2 separate regions of the Rattus norvegicus genome follow, and region 1 is linked to region 2. Evidence: chromatin contacts called from public Hi-C data. All regions are on one chromosome and are shown on one strand. The core of a region is the stretch at or near the end of the contact, and the rest is flanking DNA. Distances in the headings are between cores, read along the strand shown.

Region 1 (2,939 bases), core at 130-2,629, 220 kb before region 2:
ATCGGGCACCCTCCTGATACTCTACAAGTTTCAAGCAAATGAAGGACGGTTCCCCTCCCCTTCCACCACGGGACATGCGACGTGCGCCGCTAATCACCCTGCCCCACACATGCATTCCGCACCGCTCGAACTCCATCTTCCAACAGCTAAGACTTCAAGCCCGTGGTGCACCTTTCTCTTGCTCTCTCCACTCTGCACAGTGATACCTACACTGTGAGTCCATCCTCAGTGCTCTGACTTTTGCCTACTGCTCTCCCCGGAGCCTCCCCAACCGAAGTTCCTTTCTGCACTCCTCAGCAATCACGATTTCAGTCTTCCCCGTCAGACTTTTAACTCTCCGTGGAGAAATCACTTCTCCCACTGTAGCCTACAGAGAGCTACAGAGTTTGCCATTGTAAGACCTGGCACAGAGAGTGGGCGCAAAGGTCGAAATGCCCTCTCCTGATTCCTCCTTTCCACCCCTGCTCCTAGCTGGGCCCCAGGCATTGTTGCCACAGGTCTCCTTGAGATTCACAGGTACTGTCAACAGCACGGGACAAAGTCTAGTCCTAGTCCGGATCAAAGACCGGAATGTAAGCGTGCTCCTGGAGCGCAGGGGTGGTGAGGGCAAGAGGGGATGACACGAACACGAAGCCTGGTGGGGGCGGGGGTTGGGGTGGTAGGAGGGAAGGCTATGGGCAACTGTTGGTTGGAAGGGGGGACTGCGGTAGGAAGTAGAGTCAGAGCAGGCTCAACAGAAGGGAGTTCCACGCACCCGCCCCGTAGCTGCAACTCTAGAAGCTTCTAAGGAGAGGCGGGACAAAGTTCAGTTAATTAGTTCAGGACTCCAGTAGCCTTGGGAGCTCGGGGTAGACAAGGCTGTGGACACCGGAGCTTAGGAAACTTCTGGGTGCAGACCCTGGCCGGTGCACGCCGGGTGCGAGCACTGGCTCGGCTCTACTCTGTGCGGGGGAAGACCGGGTGCAGCGGTTACCTGTGCAGTCGCCGCTGCCCAGCCCGAGCCCCAGGCTGCCCAGGATGCTTTCGGACTGGCCGTCGCAATACATGAAGGCGGTGTCCAGCTCGTTGAGGCCGCGCTCCAGGAAGGCGCGTACGGTCGCAGCGCTAGCACTCGCATCCATGCGGCGCCCCATCTCCATGGTGCCCAGCACCGTACCGGGCCGGAGAGGGGCGCCAGAGACGGCGCGGGGTGCCGGAGACCGGGACATGGCGAGAGGACGCGCGACCGAAGGCCCAGAGCGCCACGCGCAGCGTACAGCAGCGCGGCTCACCGCTCGGGACACTGCACGCAACATGAAGACTGCGCTTGCGCGCTCGAAGCCTCAAGCTCCGCCCACAGCGCGGGGTGGGCGGGGCGTCGCAGAGGTCAGCTGACCCCGGCGGGCTCCGATCCTGAAGCTGAGAGCGGCTGTGGATCTTTGAGCTGGTGAGAATGAAGGGGGCTGGCGGCAGGTCCGGGCTTGGGGTCGGGACGGCAGGCGCACCCAGCCAAGTCTTTCCTACACCCTCTTCCAGCTCTGCACGGTCCCCGGCGCTGGTCCCCTCCTGGGGAGCCGGATCCTGGGTCTCAGCCCGGTCTGGCCAGGGATCCGATCCGGGACGGCCCCACTTCTCACCTGCGGGTCCCTCTCTTCCGGCCTCTTGGCTTTCCTGGACTGGGCGGCCTTGTTTTCCTTGCTCTGGGCGGGGGCCTCGCGGCGCTTGCCCCAGCTGCTGCCCTGTCATTATCCCTCCGAACCCGCAGAGTCACCGGAAGGAGTTAGGTTTGGAGGCCTGGAATGGGTAGGATCCCGGAGCCATTGAGCTCTCTTGCTTGACACATTCTCCCCAGCTCTGCAGGTAGGGGGGCCAGAGTCCACGCCAAGCTCACGGCAGGGTTTCAAGGAAGGTTGGTTAAAAATGTGCGCACGCACTGGGGAGGTAGAGGCAGGCGGATATCTGAGTTCAAGGCCAGCCTGGTCCATAGAGCTAATTTCAGGGCAGCCAGGGCTACACGAGAAACCCTGTCTCAAACAACCCCATCCCCACCGGCCCCGAAAAGAAACAAAGAAGTGTGTAGTTTCAGGTCTTGTTCACTTCGTGTATACTCCATGCCATGTGATCCAGGGGACTACAGCAAGAACAGATTACTGTTGACTGTGCTAGATGGGCTTTGCTGGGAAGCACCTCCCTGGCTGTGCTTGGAGTTGGAGAGGAAATAGGTGTTGTAGGAGATTGCCTCCCTGGTCAGCCTTTCTGGAGAATGTTATTAGCCCCAGTTCATAGACAGGGTCAGACAGGCAGACTCGCAGAAGGAGTCCAATAGGATGTGTGTCGGATAAACGAGAAGGCTTCTTAGGGTACAGTCTTACCTAGACTGCAAATTGGGGTGCCAGGTATTGCTCCCCAAATTGGCTATGCCACTATCATCCGCACCAGCCACTAAGACCAGGAAAGAACCTTCCATCTATCCTATGTCCCATGCTGGAGCTACCACAGTAAGCTAGCCAGTGACCGGAGGCACCCTTACCCCGACCCGCTGGCTGAGTCTGGGCGCCTGAGAGGCTGACTTAGGACTGAGAGTCTGGGTGTCCTGAAGAAACGAGCTGACTTGCTTCCTCTCCCTGCCCTGCTCACTGCAAGCTCAGCAGTCCGGATCCAGCCTAAGCTTTGTGAAGAGTCCAGGCCTCACTGGCCTAAGTAGGAACTAAGGTAAGGGAATGAGTCTGCCGCCTGGATGAGGAAACGCCCTCTTAGCTTGGTGACAAAAGGGGAAGCCTGGGCCATGGCAGCCTCTAGTCAAGCCTCTCCCATGGGGGTTTGACTCTCTTGCTTTCTGGCTGAATGGCCCTGGCAGATGACTTCCCTCTTGTGGTCTCAGTTTCCTCCACAGTATGTCAGGAGGGTCTATGAGAGTCAGGTGAGGACACAGTGTGTGGATACCAGTCAGGGCTGGAGAA
Region 2 (2,987 bases), core at 46-2,545:
GGAAGAGGAGGAAGTGTATGTCACCCGAGGATCTTGGGAAAGCTTTCTAGCTGGTAGATGAAGGATGTGTTGAAAGGGAGATGAAGGAAAAATTCTAGTCGGAGGAACAGCACAGCTGGGGTGAAGAGCAGATTGCCTGGGGCAGCCATGGTGTGGCCGTTAGCCCACTAGGAGGCCTCTTTGCCACTCCCCACTCTCCATGCTTGACCACTTGGAGACATCAGATGGGCAGGGCTGAGTGCAACTGAATGGCTTAATAAATGGGCTCATGGGGTTGGGGATTTAGCTCAGTGGTAGAGCGCTTGCCTAGCAAGCACAAGGCCCTGGGTTCGGTCCCCAGCTCCGAAAAAAGAGAAAAAGAAGAAAAATAAATAAATAAATGGGCTCATATAACAGACACAGATAGATCCCCAAGTCTCACAATTCTTTTTGATGGTGCCCCAGTCTATCACCTTCAAGAAACAGAGAAGGCCCACTACCTTCTTCCTCTTCTTCATAGGCTGGCCTGGAACTTGCTATTTTAGTTGACCTTTCGTGGATACTGCTAGACCCAGTTTATGGGATGCTGGGGAATAGAGGCCAGGGTTTCCTGCATGATGGGTAAGCACTCTGCCAACTGAACTACAGCACCGATCCAGAGCTCTCTTCTTACTAGGATGGACCAGGCTACCCCAGTGCAATCCACCTTATTGGGTTTAGGTAGCTAATCCCTCCCTGAAAGGAACTGCACTGTCTTCTCTTCAAGGAACCAGAGTGAGTCGGGTTTGGCCTCTCAGATCTTTCTCTGGATGCTCCAGCTAAGTTGTTTCGAGGCAACTGAAAGTCAAGAGGCAAGAACACAGAACAGATCAGAACCCAACCTTCTGAGGGAAGATCGGGCACTGCTTCGGATGGGTTCCTGGTGTTGGAACCCCCAATAGGCTGGAGCGCCACTCCCAGCCCGCGTCCAAGGCCAGGCTCCCACTCCAAGGATTCCAAAGGTCCACTATTGTCACTCCAAGGCATGGCAAGACCTGACAACCTAGAAAAGCCAGGCGGAGTAAAACCAAAGCCTGGGAAGCGGCCGGGCGCCTGGCTCGTGCCCTTTCATTTCTGTCCTGGCCGTCGGGGGTGCAGGGCCCATGGCCCCGGCACCCCTGCTCGCGCGCGGAGGGAGCGGCCCTCGCTCGCTCGCTTGCTCGCCCGCCCGCCCTGCCCGCGCGATCCCTCCCCTCGCCGCCGCTGCCCCCGCCCTCGCTCCCTATTTGGAACTGAGACACCCTGACGTCGGAGGCGCTCGGCCCGCCGCTCCCCCGCGCCTCGCGCCCGCCCGGGGCCGCAGACGGCCAGCAGCGAAGCACAGCCGAGCCTCGCGGGGCCGTCCCAGCCCGAGGACCTCGGGCCTGCGACCCCCGCGGCTCGCATCCCACTTTCTAAGACCTCTAAGAGGACGCGCCGCGCTCTTCGCGGCCGCCGCGCGCGGTAAGTCTCGCCCGGGCCCGCACGCCGGAGCGGGGTAGCTGGGGTCCCTTTGCTTCTGCGACCTGCAGTGTCCCCTGAGCCCAGCAGTTTCTCTCCACTCCCCGCCAGCCCGCGACCTCTGCGTTGCGCAGCTCGGCGGCCAGCCCGGAGCCTCCGATCGCCCGCGCTCCGGACGTGGGCGCGGCTCCCGAGTGGCCAGGGGCACCGGCGGCGTCCGGAGCCGGTCGCCAGCCGCGCCCCGGGGCTCCGTTTCTTGTAGGAGTTTCACCGCCAAGACTGAGAGTAGGAGGGAGAGCGTCGCCCGGCAGGCGCCGGGCAGCGCTGGGACACTGGACTCACGCGTCCTCTGGATCTATCCTGGTCCCTTCGTAGCTGCTGCTCAATCGGTCCCTGTCTCCCATCCACAGGTCTCTGGCTCTCCATCGCTCCATTTCCGCCCCCATGCTCTCTTAGTTCTGTCCCTCCCGCTGTCCCTTTCGCCCCGTTTTTCACTTTCTCTGAGCTTGTGTCTCTGCTTTCGTGTTGTCTCTCTGTTTTCCCTCGGTCGCGGAGAACCACCCTGACCTCCTCTCTCCAAATCATAGTATCCTGCCCCAGCTTCCGAGGCGCGGTCCCCCAGCTGGGCTCGTGGAGAGTTCCTCTGGCACTACAAAAGACCCCAAATCCTCCTCTTCCCTGCTCCAAAGTCTGGCCGGTGTCACCCACCCCCACTTGCAGGGGCAGAGAGGGAGAGAGAGAGAACAAGCGGGAGCGCCCGCCTGCCTGAGCTAGCTGGCGTTTCCAGCGGGTAGAGCCTTGTAAGCATTCCACCCCAGTGAGGCAGTGTTCACCGCAGGGTTCTGCTGCCGGCCACCTGCCCTCCAGCCGGCTCTGGCTCCCGGGCTAGGCGATGTTCTTTTACAAGCGTCACTAAAGGGGGCAGCTGCTTGCCTTGGCCAGGCTGGGGGGTGGGGGTGGGGATGGGGGGCATCAAGAGAGAAAGCCACATTTGCAGGCTTTCCAAGGCCCTTGCCCAGCTGGAAGCCACCAGCCTGAAACTCGGAACACCCCAGGAAAACAGCCCGCTGGCACAGACTGAGAGTGGGGAAGTAAGTTGTCAACAGGCAGCCCCCCACTCTTTGTCACTGAGCAGCCAGCCTCCCGAGACTCCCACGGATGCTGGAACCATTTGGGCGGGTTTGCCTTGACTTAGAGCCAAAGAAGAGACAAGGCTGGGGCGTTTCCTTGGTGACCCCCCAACCCCCACCCCTCTCCACCCTTCCCTGAAAAGCCAGACCTCTCTCCTGGGCCTGTGTGTTGGAGGGGTAGACAGGGGAGTGGATGCTGTGTCCTAGCCAGAGGTACAGCCTCCTTAAAGTGAAATTTCAGCTCCTTCCTCCCACTGGCAACCCCAGGGGTCGGAGGCTGTGGGGTGGGCAGGGTTGTTGGTGAGGTCTGAGGGGAACTTCTGTTGAGCAGATGTGTAGGCCTGCCCTGCAGCCGGTAGTTAGCATACATTTGTTTTGGAGACGGTTTCTGGTCTATGG

Evidence for each region. A called contact is a pair of places that touch in the nucleus more often than the background predicts.
Region 1: a Hi-C map of liver shows a contact between it and region 2, with 2.7 times the contacts expected there. The contact joins the promoter of Slc66a1 here to the promoter of Nbl1 in region 2. A contact is called at or near these places in 2 of 12 Hi-C or Micro-C datasets (liver and psoas muscle).

The regions. Positions count from the first base shown.
Region 1 is chr5:156,833,913-156,836,851 of GRCr8, reverse strand. Slc66a1 (solute carrier family 66 member 1) reads left to right here and starts at 1,379. Exons shown (of 9, transcript NM_001399233.1): 1 at 1,379-1,426. It overlaps Akr7a2 (aldo-keto reductase family 7, member A2), which reads right to left and starts at 1,263. Exons shown (of 7, transcript NM_134407.2): 1 at 974-1,263. The coding sequence starts at 1,208.
Region 2 is chr5:156,611,490-156,614,476 of GRCr8, reverse strand. Nbl1 (NBL1, DAN family BMP antagonist) reads left to right here and starts at 1,295. Exons shown (of 4, transcript NM_031609.2): 1 at 1,295-1,461.